Linked DNA regions of Triticum aestivum: region 2 is linked to region 1. The links are chromatin contacts, called in public Hi-C maps. All regions are on one chromosome and are shown on one strand. Each heading gives the region's core, a stretch centred on a gene start, on an enhancer-like site or on the middle of the called end of the contact. The rest is flanking DNA. Distances are from core to core; before and after follow the strand shown.

Evidence for each region. Hi-C and Micro-C count contacts between places; a contact is called where the count stands out from the background.
Region 2: a contact with region 1 is called in a Hi-C map of leaf, with 2.7 times the contacts expected there. The contact joins the promoter of LOC123050596 here to the promoter of LOC123050566 in region 1. A contact is called at or near these places in 2 of 5 Hi-C or Micro-C datasets (both in leaf).

What each region holds. Positions count from the first base shown.
Region 1 is chr1A:354,772,728-354,776,115 of IWGSC CS RefSeq v2.1, reverse strand. LOC123050566 (inactive poly [ADP-ribose] polymerase RCD1) reads right to left here and starts at 1,576. Exons shown (of 7, transcript XM_044473346.1): 1 at 1,258-1,576; 2 at 1-74.
Region 2 is chr1A:355,151,723-355,155,110 of IWGSC CS RefSeq v2.1, reverse strand. LOC123050596 (lysine-specific demethylase JMJ706) reads left to right here and starts at 1,625. Exons shown (of 11, transcript XM_044473370.1): 1 at 1,625-1,958; 2 at 3,237-3,388. The coding sequence starts at 1,956.

The sequences.
Region 1 (3,388 bases), core at 327-2,826:
CATAGACTACTTCAATATCGACAAGGAGAAAAAGAATATCGGTCGGGTGAGATAAGGGCAAAAGAGTAGGAAACCTGAAAAGGGAAGATAGGTCCTGTAAGAAAAAGGACAAAAAACTAGAATATCTTAAATCAAGCAAACAGAATATATGCAAATCAAAGATCTCAGTACTCTGTCGGCAGCTAAACATACGAGTAAATTCCCCAAAACTATCATGTTACATTAGCACGACGAACGACGAACTAGATAAAATAAAATAAAAAGCAAAATACTTCAATATGGAATTATCTATTGATTTGCCATAGTCCTCATGCAGAAACCGCCATTTGTTGAAGGGTGTGAGCACAAGAGTTCAGTCATATATAGCGCGCTTGAGACGGCTATTGCATTAATTGGGCTCAGAAATTACAATTATCACCCAGAAGTATCATGTATTCATTTGCGCGCGAAAATTATGCTTCGTAAACCAAATATTTGAAACAGCTTGCCTAATCAGGAGAACACGTGATACAGGGCTTTAAAAAACCTACTGCATTAATTGGGCTCAAAATTTATAATTATCACCCCAAACAAACATATATTCATCTGCGCGCGAAAAACGCTTCGTTGACCAAACATTTGAAACAGCTGGCCTAATGAGAAAATCATAGGATATATGGCTTGAAAAAAAATCTATTGCGTTAATAACAGGGCTCAGAAATTACGATTATGACGCACAACTATCATGTGCTCCCTCTGTAAACTAATATAAGAGTGTTTAGTATCTAAACGCTCTTATATTAGTTTACAGAGGGAGTATTCACCTGCGCGCGAAAATATGCTTTGTAAGCCAAATATTATTTGAAAGCGCTGGCCTAATCAGGAAATTACATGAAGTAAAAGGCAAATGATGTCTCAAGTTGAATCAAGCAAAGTTGTGATGAAAATAACTAGTTCCTCACCACACAAACAAGATGGAGATAAGCTAACGCGAAATTCATAGCAAAGATGGAATTTTTAATATTTAGCGAGTCATGGGTGCACGGAATCCACTTGGTAAATCCTAAATCTACAACTTTAGCAGTCAACAACCAGCTTCCCGGTGTCACAGATGATCGAAACCGAACAAAAAAGCCTACCTAACTCTCACAAAAGAATATTCACCAGATCGAACATATAGAGATATGAAATCATCACACACGGCCTAACAATCGGGCGGGTCGCGTAGATCCATGCAAGGGGCGAGCCGAATCGATGGATTCACCGACCGACGCTTACCTAGGGTTAGCGGCAGCATCAGCAGGGGTCACGGCGGAGGATATTGAGCGGTTCATCTTGCCCGATCTAACCCCCCTGTCACCCCCCCTAGGACTCCCCTACGGAGCCCACTTTATCCCCCGGCTACGATCGATTGCCGGAGCTACCCCGCCGAAGATGCTCCCCCGGCCGGCGGCGAGACGCGGCTGGTCAAAGCAAGGACTCGGCTCGGAGAATCGCTGCGGCGGCGGCGGCAAGGGGGCGGGGGCGGGGGCGAAGGCGAGAGGAAGGTCGGGGTGGAGGAGCCGTGCGGCGGTGGGGGAAATATTATTGGGCGGAGAAATAACGCGGGTCCACGCCTTTGTCGTGCCCACTTGCGACCCTTATTGTGCTCCACCCACCGCCTCCGCGGCCGACACACGGGGCCCCGCCGCGGGTCGGGCCCGCCTGGCGGTGGCGCTGGGCGCGCTAAACTTGGATGCCAAGTTGCGTGGCCGGAACGATTTTGCTTGGGCCGTAAGCAAAATGGGACGCCGTGATGCCGACATCCAGCGATCGGACGGTTCACACCCGCGGTCAACGTTCCCTGCCCCGCCCGCAGCCGTCCGTCCGTCCGTGATGCCGGATATTCGCCGTCTGGCAGTAGTTTTTCTTGACGTCCGGACCGGTTGCGTGCATTATTGGGGTTCGTTCGTGTGTAGTACGGGGTGACGTGCTCCTGATGGAACTTCGTGCTGGCCTCCAATTTGATTTTCTTATGGCTTGGGCACACCGGAATTGCACTGCATGTTTCACGAACCTACTATCTATCAACCGACGTATGTATACACGTACATATACTCGTATATAATAAACCACATGTAATTAAGTACAATATATGCTCTCGTCGAGGCTGCGTACTTTCTAAGACTATTTCCGTCCCAGTCATCGGCAGCCATACAAGGGAAAACGAGGCTCGTTTGAAAAGGCTAACCCTTAATTTACTCGCGACTCTAAGTGGTGGCATATAGATGTTGGAGTCATTTTCTTATAGCTCGTCGTCGTTGGAGGTGCAGTTTTCACACAATTAGTTGGTCAATAAGACCTTAATCGAGTCAGTATACTTGACTATGTTGAGCTCTAGTTGCCTTTGGGCGGATGAACTGCTTCGAATTCAAAGTGTTGCTTCTTCTTCGTCTTGTATGATTTTTTTCTTTTTAGAATACACACGAGTGTGTGTCATAAATTGATACTCCCTTCTTCCCATTTTGTTAGGCGTATTAGCTTTTACATGCAGTCTCAGTATGTAAGACGCATGCAGTCGATTTCCTCTCTCGAGTTGTTATAGAGTATCGCTAATTTTCTGGAGATGGTTCCAAGAAATCGTGCATGCCTTCCTCCTCTTTTTTTGAGTCGTGGACGCTTCCCGCTAAGATGGCTCAACTAACGATGATTGTTGCGTTATTTTTCGTGCTAAAACTAATATGCCTAACAATATGGGAAGGAGGGAGTAGAAGAAAGGGGTGAAGAGCCCACCATCATAGCGTTACAACAATGAATTTTACGTGTCTGGGATATGCCCTAGAACCGTACACAACTACTTGTCGCTACCTCACCTATCAAGCGTTGTAAAAAAGAAAGATAGATCTCCTTTAAGTAGGTCATTCAAACTCCAAGTTCTACCCTCCTTGGCCACATTTGAGATGGCATTTTGAACTGAAGGAGTGGCCCCATCAAAAACCATCGCATTTCGGTGTTTTCAATTCTCCCACATGGTGAGCGTGATGATCATCATGAGCTCTCGCAATGGAGTAATTTTTGACAAATCTGGCCCCTCTGAGCGACTTCAAGCACATATTGCCCATGCATAAAACTAATTTGGAATCTAGCCCCCATGTTCGCCGCCATGCTATGTGGCGCCGACCCCAGATGGGCCCATGGAAACCCTAGGAGCCAGATTTGCTTGGCTCCATGTAGCATGGCACCGAACATGTACATCTCGGCGTCGTTTAGTGTGGCGCCCACATGTACATCTCGGCATCGTTTAGTGTGGCGCCCACATGTACAACTTTGGTGCCATGCTATGTGGCACCGACCCCAAGGGCCAGATTCCAAATTAGTTTTTCCCAGGGGATAGATGTGCCTCAAGTCACTTAAAGGGGCCAGATTTGCC
Region 2 (3,388 bases), core at 376-2,875, 380 kb before region 1:
GAGAAATCATAAAATATATGTGAATTCAAAAATGTTTAGAAAATCATAAAAATTTTGCAGATTAAAAAAATGTTGGTGGTTTTGCAAAACTGTTCGCAAAATTATAAATAGATCATGATTTAGAAAAAATGGTCGGCAAATAAAATCATGTCCATGATTTTAAAAAAATGACCGTGTATTCAAAACATATTCGGGAATCTGAAAAAAATGTTCATGACATTTTAGAAAATGTTCACAAAAATAAAAATAAATATTTGTTCCATAATTTTAAAAAAATTCATCGGTTCTAAAAATGTTTGTTGGGTCAAAAATTGTTAATGAATTCGAAACCGGTTCATACATTTAAATTCTTTTGTAAAGAAAACTAATCTTTATCATTTTTTTGAGAAAATAAAAAATTTCAAAAAAAATTGTTTGTCTATTCGAAAAATTGTTCACTGATTCAAAAGTATTTTATGTCTAGGATTTGATTAGTTTTTCGAAAGTCTTTATATGTCTTGGCGTTGGGAGTATTTCGTGGTCAATGAGATTTGTTTTTAAAGTTTTAAACGTTCCCTTGCGCAACAAAATGACACGTGTGGCATGCACCGGCGAACTCATAGCCTTGGGATTTACCGCGTCGAATGCATTGTGATCACGTGGACATCGCGGCCATCATCGGCTAGGGTAAAAAAATGGCAACATGATGAGCCACTATGTTAAAATAGAGTACGCTCATATATCAGGATATTGAGTCATACTTATTTGGTTAGCCATAATTTTTTGTCTCCCGTTGCAACGCACGAGCATATTTGCTAGTCAAATCAAAACCACCAAAGGTTAGTACTGGTTAGAACGGTGAAAAAATGCCTCCTGTCCACTCTATCTATCCAGAGGCGAATATACCTGCACAAGTAACTAAATCCGAGTCAAGCCAACATTGGTCTCTCTCCGGCGGACGAGACTTGCTTGCTCCCTAAGAGTGCGCCCATCCGTACTCCCACCTACGTGGCTTGATTTAATTGAAACAAAATAAGGCCTGACTCCATCCCCTTAAAATCAGAGGGGGAGATGATTAAATTAAAAAGTAAAAACAGGTCGGATCCCTCTCCAGCCACACAGCGGTCTCTCTCATCTCACGCAGGCGCGACACGTGGCGAGCTAACCTAGGAGTAGTTCATTCAATCAAGAAAAAGCAAGAGGTGGAATTTACTTGTGTGTTTTCGCAAGCACCTTTTGGGCCAACCGTCCGTCCGTCCGTCCCAGGTGGTGGTAGGACAGTAAATGTCACATGCAGGTGAGGTGAGGTGAGCAACTAACCCCACCTCCACCCCCACCCTCCCTCGTGTCACACAGGCGGACGAGAGGAGGAGGAAAAGTCCCACCAGAAAGAAAGAAAGACAATGGGCGGAGGGGTGGGAAGCCCAGGGGCAGAACGGGGAGAGAGCGCGGGGGACGCGGTTCCGTTAGTGGAACCAACTCCAACGCCAACGCCGCTCCCATGACCCCGTCGCCTCCCTCTCCTCCTCCGACCCGACGCAAAAAAAGGAAAGCGAAAAGCGTGGGCGACGGGTACAAGTGGGGCTCTCTCGTCTCCCTTCTCCGCGGTTTCCCCATATCACCCTCCCCGCCCCTCCCCTCCCCTCCCCCACAGCCAGAGACCCGTCCCGTCCCGTCCCGTTCCCTTCCTCTTCCGGCGACCCGCTCCCCCGCCGGCAACCCCCGCGGTGGGGCCCCCATTGCTGGCCCTCAATTGCGCCAGTGCCCCCGCCTCCACCTCCCGCTCCCGCGTAGCTCGCGCGGGAAAATAACCGACGGAAGGAGGAGGAAGGAGGACCGCGCCGCGCGTGCCGGCTTCGGTTGGGCTGGGAGGGATCCCCGCCGCCGCCCGCTCGCCCGGAGGGGAATGCGGGACCCGTGCCGCCGGGGAATTCTCTAGACGGGCCTCCGCAACCGCGCCGCGCCCCGCCGGAGTCATGGTGAGTCGCGAGATCTGCCTCCCCCTTCAATTTCCGCTTCCGTCGCTCGCTCCCTCTTCCTTCGCGCCTTTTCTCCTTCTCCTTCCTCTTCCGCCGCTGCCTCAATTAATGCGTGTTCGTGGCCGGTCACTGTTCGATTCCTCTCTCCTAGGCCTAGTATTCGAATTACCGCGTCGTTTTCCCTGTAAATTTCGTCCCCCCTCGCCGAGCAATTCATGGATTCCGCCACGAGCCGCGCCAATTGGGAGAATTGTTCCGAATTACGCACGAATCCGCGTCCGGCGAATTGCTCGTACGCCCTCTGTTTCTGCGTCCCCGTGAATTCCGAGGCCGTCAATGTTGGAAAACCAGGAGGAACCATTTATTTATGCCATCTCTTTGTTTTTGGATTTGTTCATAGGTAGTATCATCATCACCGCATGAGCTGTATTAATTTGGCCTCGCGCTCGTCCTCGCCCGTTAGGATTAGTAGTAGATAGATTCGCTGCGTGAGAAGTCAAACACACCAGCTGGGCTTCTACCAGTATTTATTTTTCTTCGCTTTTCCCCTCTCCTTTGGGCTAATTAAGATGCTCGTGCTAAATCACTGCTACTAGTACTCCCAAGTTAAGTTTAGGCTGTCCTATTCCTTGCCGTGTGGGGTTGCATTCCATTGTTCGGCGAGCGCCAAGCAGGCAATGGCATCTTCCTCCCCTTTTCCACAAGTTTCTACTCCAATGGTCGTACCGCATGTGCGTAATTCTACCTTTGACCAAGTCTGCAAATTAGTACCCCTTTTCCTCTTCCTTTCTCGCCGCTGATTTTTCTACAGTATGCAGAACCTCGCTCAATCAGTCAATCAACCGTTGTGCTTGCGATTTAATGGCCGTGGATTCGAAATTTATGGATTCCTTCTTACTAAAGAGACCGTTATTCTTAAAGCAGCGAGCGTTTCTATATAAATTGCTGCCACGAGATACAGTAGGACTTTTTATAGTACCTCGAATATAGAACGGCTCTGGATAAATTCAGTGGCAGACTGATTGCGACGGATGGTCGTGGCAGGGAAGCACCCGCGTGGAGGACATCAATGTGCCGTGTTTGATTCCATGACTATTGCTTTCTTGACTTGGCTGGGAGTTGCCGCTCTTTCGGTTCCACCTATGACCAATTCGTGGCATCCAAACTATTGGTGCTAATTGACCCTGCTGTCTTTGTTGGTCAATGCCGGCTTGCACATTATAAATTGCAATGCTGCATGTGCTTCTTCACTCTCTGATGTATCTAGCTATGTCTTAGGTGGAGGGAAGGAGCTGTCTCCCCGCAGAGGTCAGGAATGGGCTCGAGACACTGAAGAAGAGGAGACTTGAGAGGATGCGTTTGAGTGCTCAGAAAGACGCCGGTGACAATCCTGCCATGGCTGCAAGGAGCGGCGGGGACTCACTGCGGAC